Linked DNA regions of Sus scrofa: region 1 is linked to region 2. The links are chromatin contacts, called in public HiChIP or PLAC-seq maps. All regions are on one chromosome and are shown on one strand. Each heading gives the region's core, a stretch centred on a gene start, on an enhancer-like site or on the middle of the called end of the contact. The rest is flanking DNA. Distances are from core to core; before and after follow the strand shown.

The links. HiChIP or PLAC-seq counts read pairs in DNA pulled down with a chosen protein or histone mark.
Region 1: an H3K27ac HiChIP or PLAC-seq map of alveolar macrophages shows a contact between it and region 2. The contact joins the promoter of FSTL1 here to the promoter of RABL3 in region 2. A contact is called at or near these places in 1 of 47 Hi-C or Micro-C datasets (heart right ventricle) and 1 of 2 datasets of contacts at active chromatin or transcription factors (alveolar macrophages).

Annotation. Positions count from the first base shown.
Region 1 is chr13:139,845,385-139,849,318 of Sscrofa11.1, reverse strand. FSTL1 (follistatin-related protein 1) reads right to left here and starts at 2,073. Exons shown (of 11, transcript XM_021070306.1): 1 at 1,738-2,073; 2 at 1,520-1,576. The coding sequence starts at 1,740.
Region 2 is chr13:139,607,627-139,611,529 of Sscrofa11.1, reverse strand. RABL3 (rab-like protein 3) reads right to left here and starts at 2,366. Exons shown (of 8, transcript XM_021070305.1): 1 at 1,853-2,366. The coding sequence starts at 1,898. It overlaps GTF2E1 (general transcription factor IIE subunit 1), which reads left to right and starts at 2,047. Exons shown (of 5, transcript XM_021070303.1): 1 at 2,047-2,185.

The DNA of each region.
Region 1 (3,934 bases), core at 824-3,323, 240 kb before region 2:
GAGTTCAAGATGAGCTCCACCAGGATTCAGATCCTTCCCCAGAACTAACCAGGTGTGTGATCTTAGGCAGGTTACCTAATCTCCCTAAACCTGTTTCTTCCTCTGTAAAATGTGGATAATAAAATTGACCCTACGAGTTTCTGCGAAGCTTTAAAAGAAATGATGCATGCAACCCAGCCGATGTCTGCTATGTAAGAAGTACATAGTAGATATGAAGCCTTTGTGCGAGGTAGTGTTTAAGAGCCTGGGGTTTGATGCCAGACTGTGTTCAAATCTCACTCCTACCATTTAACAACTTAGGACACTAGAGAAATTATGTGACCTTTCTGATTCAGTTTCCTCATCATTCAAACGGAGTTTTATTACAACACAAAGTAGATATCCAAAAAAAAAATTAGCTCTTTTTAATTTCATTGTGAGTAAAAACAGCTAGTGTTTCCAGCTCAACCAACAATGTAGCAGTGAATTTAATGAGAGTTCAGTATAATGTGCATTTTTTAACATTGTGAAAACCTAGCAGGCTTTTATGACTTTTCTGGGCAGTCAAGCTGTGATACTAAGGGTGGGGCTAAACTGTAATATAAAGAAAAAAATTCAAAGAGGGAGAATAACCACCCACCAGGGAGCTATTTCTTTTGTAATGTACATTCCATTTCTTCTCCCTCATGCTTTTTAATTCCTTCCACATTTCCTGCCATAATTATCAAATGTTTGGTTTCTGACCTCACTTTTCTGGAGACTAGAGCCCAGGGAATTTAGAATTGTTTATTTTCTGTCCATAAACCTTTGAGTTAATGGAGGGGCTTGTGAGTGAAGGGTTTGTTGGTTTGTTTGTAGTGTCTCAGGAAGGTCACTTGAGTCGAAAAGAAAACATTACCAAAAAAGCGCTGAAATACTTTGACTGGAAAAGCAGAGCCCTCAAAAAGCAGAGTAATGGATCGCTCATACTCGCACAACATTAATTTTAGAAAAAATTGAGATTTTAAAAGGCCATTATTTGGCTCTGACAATAACACAAAATCCGAGGGCACTTTACAAAGAAAAAAAAATCTTACTTCATATAAGAGAAAAAAAAACTTGCCCTCTAAAAGATGAATCTCTAGCGAGCCCACCCCCGCCCCCCCACTCCAGGAGACAGACTCTAAAGGGAAAAGTCTTCGACTCGTCTCAATTTCCTCTTAAGTGAAGGAAAGAACTCAGGCGCCTTTTTGAACTCCGCTCGCACTCTTGTCGCCGCCTCCGTCCCAATCCGCCCAGCTCGTCCTCTCTCCCTCTCCCCACTCTCCCTCCATATTAGCCGCCGTGGGGCTCCCGCTTACGGCCCAAACTACTTTGCCTGATTTTAAGGTTTAAGTTTCCTAAGTAGCGTTTATGCTCTGAGCGCCCCCCTCACCCGGCGGATGGAAACTCCCAGTCCCACCCGGGGAGAGCATCCCGAGAACGCAAGCACAGCCCGCGCAACCCGCAGACCCCAGTGGCCCCTGAGCCTGAGTTCGGACCTCTTCCGAAGCTCACCTACCTCGGCGTGGACCCAGGCGACCGCCACCAGCGCGAGCGCGAGCCAGCGTGTCCACATCTGCGGAAGAGAGAAGAGCGAGACTGAAGGCACCGGGCCCCATGCCGACCCCGGAAACTTCCTCGGGTCCCAAAGGCTCGCCCCCTCCGCCCGGCAGCCCTCGGCCACCCAGAGGGGTCGGGCCAGTGAGCTCGGCTCCGCGCCGCACACCCTCCTCTCACCATGGTCCCGTCGCGGTCTCTGGAGGGCGCGGGGCAGGGAGGCTGCAACGAGCTCTAAGGGAAGGTGGGAGCTTCGCGGATCGCCAGCCTCAGAGGAAATCCGACCTGGGCTCGCCGCCCCTTAAGACCCCTCCTTCCCGGACTGCCTGCCCCCCAGCTCCTCCCCATTCTCCTCCCCCTTCTGCTGCAGCGGCCCCCGCGGCTCCCGGCTCCGCTCCCTCTTCCCAACCCCTTGCTACCGGGAGCCCGTGAGCGCCTTGGCGCCACCGAACCCTTCTTCCCGCCAGACCCCTAGCTTAGCACCTCTTCGGCCCCCAGGACTTAGAGGCAGAGGCAGAGGGAGGTGTCCCGGGAGACGCTGCAACAAAGGCGGAGGAGGTGTGTTTGGGGGGGGGGGGGGAGAGCCAAAACCTCACTCCCGGGAGAGGCCGCTGGCTTGCGGCATCTCGGGAGGGCTGCGGGCGCGGGCTGCGGCGGTGACCAGGTGGGGCGGTGCCTCCGGGGGTCCGGCATCGACTGGGGCGGTAACCTGGGGGAAAAGGCCCTGCAGCCTGGGGAACCGGAGTCGCCCCCTAGGCTGGTAGAGTGCCAGAGGTGCAGAGGGACCCGCACAGCTCAGGGTACAGGGAGTCACTGTCGCAAGAGCGCGAGGAAGCGGGTACAGGGCCCAGAAGACCTGCCTGCCTGAGGAAAGCTACTTTGGGTTCAACTGTGGATTTCCTGAGGGGTAAGGTGCAAGCCGGTGTTCCTCTGCTGAGAAGATCCTGATTCCAGCGTTTGCCAGCAGCATCATCCCATCATTCCCTCCAGTCCAGGAGTGACCACTGTCTCTTTGCTCTCCTCTGTCCATCTTTCACCAGTGTTCCCACTCCCACCTTGTCATCCCAAGTACCCTCCATGTTCATGCTTTACATCTCCATCAACTCTTCCCAGAGGCCCTCAAATGTGTGCTGCCTCTGTGATGATGTTGATTCCCCAAACTGCTCCCAACTGTGGCTTCTTTCCTATCCTGTGTAAAGTGTCCGAGGTGCCAGAGCAAATCCACTTGACATCTCAGATTTAATATGCCCAAGGCTGAACCCCACTTCCCACCAGCCTCCAGGCTTGCTCATCTACATCTTTTAAAGTGGTGCCTCCAAAAATTATCTTCACTTCTCAGATTGCAGTTGTCACCTTATTCTGGCAGTTTTCCCTTTGATATCTCACATTCATCCTTTCACCTCCATTCACATTTCCACTTCCCTAGGCTGGACCTTCATCCTCCCTCACTCAGGAATTCTAGAAACCACCTCTGGTTGCCCTTCAGCTCCAGGTTCTCCTCCTCCAGTCTCCACTGCAGCCCACTGCTGTATTCTCACTACATAAAGTCTTCCTTATGCTCTTCCCCTGCTCAGAAACTTTCAGCACTCTTTTCCCACATCAAATCCAAAAGCCTTTCTTGTAAGTTATCCATCTAACCTTACTTAAGCTACTTATATGTCCTCTGCTCAAACTGGACCACCTTCTCATTGTCCTCTGAACTTGTCATATTCACTCTTTTACCATGATTTGTTGAGGGCCTGCTGTTGTGGTCTTAGGGGGTTCAAATAACACACATATTGCCCACTCAAGTTCAGAATCCATTGAGATAGCTGCAGGAGTCAGACTGGCAGTGAGCAAAATGGCAGCTTTGTCCCTGGTTTAAACCAGAATGGTGGTTATGGCTTTAGATCTGCAGGGACAAGGATCTGCTGATTGTCCTTCACCCCAGAACGAAACATACCCTACCAGTCACAGACAGAGTTGGAGAGTCTGCTTGTATAAAACTGACTGCAGCTTTACAGTTTCTGGAAAAGCAGAAAACCTGCTTCCTGGGGCTGGACTGCTTCCCAAACTTGAGAGGTCAGAAGGACACATCCCTATTTCCTCCTTCAAGCTCACAAGTCGAACAATGCATTCCTGCTTCCTTGTTATGGAAATAAGATAGGTAGCAAATAGACATCACTCTGCCAGCTACCCAGTCCCGGCTCTGTTGTGGGACTGAAGGACATGATGTTGTACAAATTTTGCTTCTGCCCTCTAATAGCTCACAATACTTTCATCCCTGGCACATGAACTGCACCCCTCAGGACCTGGCATGGTCTCCTTTCCTCCTTCCTCTTTTTGCCTATTCAAATTTTGTCTTCTTTTTTTTTCAGCACCCAAGTAAAGTTTCATT
Region 2 (3,903 bases), core at 1,117-3,616:
TGAATGTGTGACAAGATCAGTCACTTTCCCAGTGGGCACTGCTGTGTCTTCTCTTTTACAACTAAACTATAATAATTTAAAGAAACCTACTAATTGCCTGATCATTTTCCCCATTTAATGCAGCAGCCAATTTAACCCTGTTGCATAACGCACTGATTCCACAGTTATAGCCCCAGCATCTAATTCAGTACCTGTTATGCTGAAGGTTTTAAAAATTTTTTTTGGGGGGGGGAGAATAAATCAACTAGTTTGAACAAAATGTAATGTGAAGAGATTGTTAGATGCAAAAGAAAAGGAATCATAAATGCGAGAGAGCACTCACTTTACATATGATCAAAAACTGTTAACTCTGGATTCCAGTTCTAAATCTTACTTGGTGATACTCTTTCAAAGTCCATTTAGACTAGCACTGCTTTCTTTATCTGTAAAACTGAGTGCTTTTATTAACTTCAACACCACTTCAAGCAAAAGAACTAAAGCTGACATAAATTAGATTATGTTCATAGAATTTCAAAGTGCAACTTTCTGAAGGGAGTATTAAATGCTCAGTAAAATATTTTGTAATTCAACTAATCTTCAGGCAATGTAAAAATGTTCTCAACCATCTCCTCTCCCCAACAACTTTATTGTTTGGTCGGGCTGTTTTTCAGGCTCTTTGGGGTCCTTAACACACCAAGCGAGGCCAGGGATGGAACCTGCAACCTCGATTCCTAGTCAGATTCTTTCCACTGCTCCATGAGGGGAACTCCTGTTCTCTTTAATCTTAATTGAAAACCTCTTATGTGCTGGGTTGTAAGAAATAGAAAAATTAAGATGAGGGTCATACTCATCTTAATGCTAAGCCCAGTTTACTCCTAGTGTTAAAATTATTTTGACACCTTGGACACTTGACAACTGGAACTGAAGTTTTCATTTCCCCCTTTCCACTTCACTCTCATTCTGTTTCTCATTATCTCCATTCCTAAGCTCTTTAAAAACTTGGAATAAATGGTAACTTTGCATTTCATAGATATGCTTTTCTGGAGTTGACTTTTGGATATTTGCTCTGATAGACATTGTGTCAGATGTTTGGAGCCATGAGCTGTGGTGTAGATCGCAGACCTGGCTGGGATTTGGCGTGGCTGTGGTGTGAGCCGGCAGCTGTAGCTCCGATCGATTGGACCCCTAGCCCGGGGAACCTCCATATACTCTGGGTGTGGCCCTAAAAAGCAAAAAAAAAAAAAAAAAAAAGAAGAAAAGATTAAAGAGAATAAAGAAAACAAGAAGCCCAGTTGAGCGTAAAAGATTACTACTACCTGCTATTTCACTAAATAATATAGGTTAGTGTTTTAAGCACACAGGCTCTCGGTTCAAACCAGTTCTGTCATTTACAGCCCTCCGCCTCTCTTTTCTCATCTGTAAAATGGGATAACGGGCCTGATCTCAGGATTGAGTCAATATATGCAAAGCACCTGGTACAGTTTCCTAAGCGCACGTTTGATTTCCTTAATTAACAAAATCTCTTAAAGGAAAGGTCCTAACTTTGTCTCAGCACGGCGTCTAATACCACACTCAGTATCCGCATATGTTTTAAAACAAAGGATCACTAAGCTGCGGTCATCTGGTAGACAGATGTAAAAACCTAAAAAAAACAGAGAAAGGCCCGGGCTCCGCGCCCCCAACACTTGCGAAGCCGCGGCTCGCTTAAACAGAGCAAAGTCCTCTGGGAAGTGTAGTCTTTGGGCCTTGAGAGGGATGTCAGCCCCCCGCCAGAGTCAGTTCATCCGCAGATGGGTGGAGAGGGAGTGAAAGGGGAGGATTTTCATATAACTCAAAAGTGTCGGGAGCCCCAAAGGTGGGTTAAGCGGCTCACCTGAGTCTCCCAACACCAGTACTTTCACCCGATCCAGGGACGCCATCTTGCCAGCTCCTTCCTGAGGTTAACGCCTATTCCGGGATTGAAGACCAATCAGAGCTGGGTATGGAGGGCCGAGTCTTCAATGCCATTGGCCAATCGGAATGTGACTGATTTGATTGAAGGCCTCACCGTGCTGATTGGCCTGCCTGGTTAAAAGTAGCGGGTGGTTTCTAAAACTGGTCGCAGGAATATGGCGTTTTCTTTGTCGCATAAGTGGCGTGGCTCGTTTAAGCCGGTAGTTGAGGCGCAGAGGGAAGCTGTAGTGGGAGTGTACGAGGATTCGCTTTGGTAAACCTTGTTCCCTGTTCCTTGTCCTCGGTTCCCTGGTTCGACGTCGCCTTTCAGGGTGTCTTCGTTGCTTTTTCCTTAGCTGTCCTCCTCCCCCTTACTCTTTTGAGTCGGTTCTCTGCTTGGTCCTCCAAAGAACCATTGACCCCGGAGCGGCCCATGTGCGACCTCGGGTAGGACTGGCTTGGCTGCGTCAAGTGTGGCCTCTGGACTCAGCTGGCAGAGTCCGAGGGAATTTAGGGCGTCGTGGTTGTCACAGTGGGGCGGAAACGAACATTTGGGAACGGGGCTGGTCCAGAGGTTTCGCGGTGATAATGCCACTTTATGTATGAAGCCGTGGAGACTATCGTGAAGTGTGGCTAACTGAGAAAAACCAGGTGGATGTATAGAATCCACGTTATTCCAGATTTGGAATAGTAATATATCGAAATCTAACAGAACTCCCCACGTCCACTTCTTCTTTCCCTTCATTTTGCAGTTTGCAGTCAGCAGAATCCTTTAAAATCGCTAATTTGGTGCTGTCACCTCCTGCTTAAAACCATTTGAAGTTTAAGAAGAGGGTTTTCAATACCCTACCTTTCTTTACTCTGGAAGCTGCAGTGGGGAAAGTGAATGGGGGGAGGTGAGGGCTAACAGGGTGGGCATGTTTGAAGAACACGTGCTGAGGAGACCTATTGAAAGTTTTATGGAAATACTTGACCAGCTGTTATCCATACTGGAAAATCAGTGGTGAACAAGATTAAGACCCTTGTCTCCGATGTAGACATTGAGAAAGTATAACTATTCACTGCCACCAAGAAGGGGAAAGAGCTATGGGAGCATGTGAAAGGGGGATGATTCTAAACTGCTAGGGAGAATCTGAGAAGGTGTCTCTGAGGAAATGTCATTTGAGATGTGAAAAATGATTAGGAGAAGGGACTTCGGCCTTTGTTGTGGGGGCGTGTGTAAAGGCTTGGAAGCAGAGAGCATGTGTGGCTCCTGGAATTGAGAGAATGCCATTGTGGCTGCAGATGAGGCTGAGGAGCCTAGACCCAGTACAGAGAGTGCATTCACTTTCAACTTTGTTCTTACAACTCTGCCTGGTGTTTGTGTGATTAGAATACATATGGTTTAAAAACAAAAGCAACTTGCTTTCAGGGGTCTGGGTTAGGTAGGGTAGGGTTGTAGGTGAGACTGATAGGTGACTGATGGACTGATAAGACTAAAAAGAAGAAACCAGACATGGCCCCCAAAGGTCACACACTCAAAAGTCTCCAGAGGCCAGCCAAGCTCCTTCCCTTTTTTAAAGTATCAATTGCTCTTCAGCTGAGTGTTTCCATGTGGGAATATGATCTCACTTTTTCCCTCAGATATTTCCACTTTTGAGAAGTAGCTGAAAATTAAAATTTATGTGATATCTCATGATTTTTATTTCATTAAAAAAAAAATGGGGGGTTTCCTATGGTGGCTCAGCAGAAAATGAACTCTACTGGTATCCATGAGGATGCAGGATCCGACTTTTGTTTTTTGTTTTTTTCCTTTTTTGGGGCCACACCTGCGGCTAGTGGACGTTCCCAGGCTGGGGGTGGAATCAGAGCTGCAGCTGCTGGCCTAACCACAGCAATGCCAGATTCATGCCTCGTCTGCCCCCTGTATTGCAGCTTGTGGGTCCTTAACCCCCTGAGCGAGTCCAGGGATCAAACCTGCATGGATATCCTCATGGACATTACTCAGGTTCT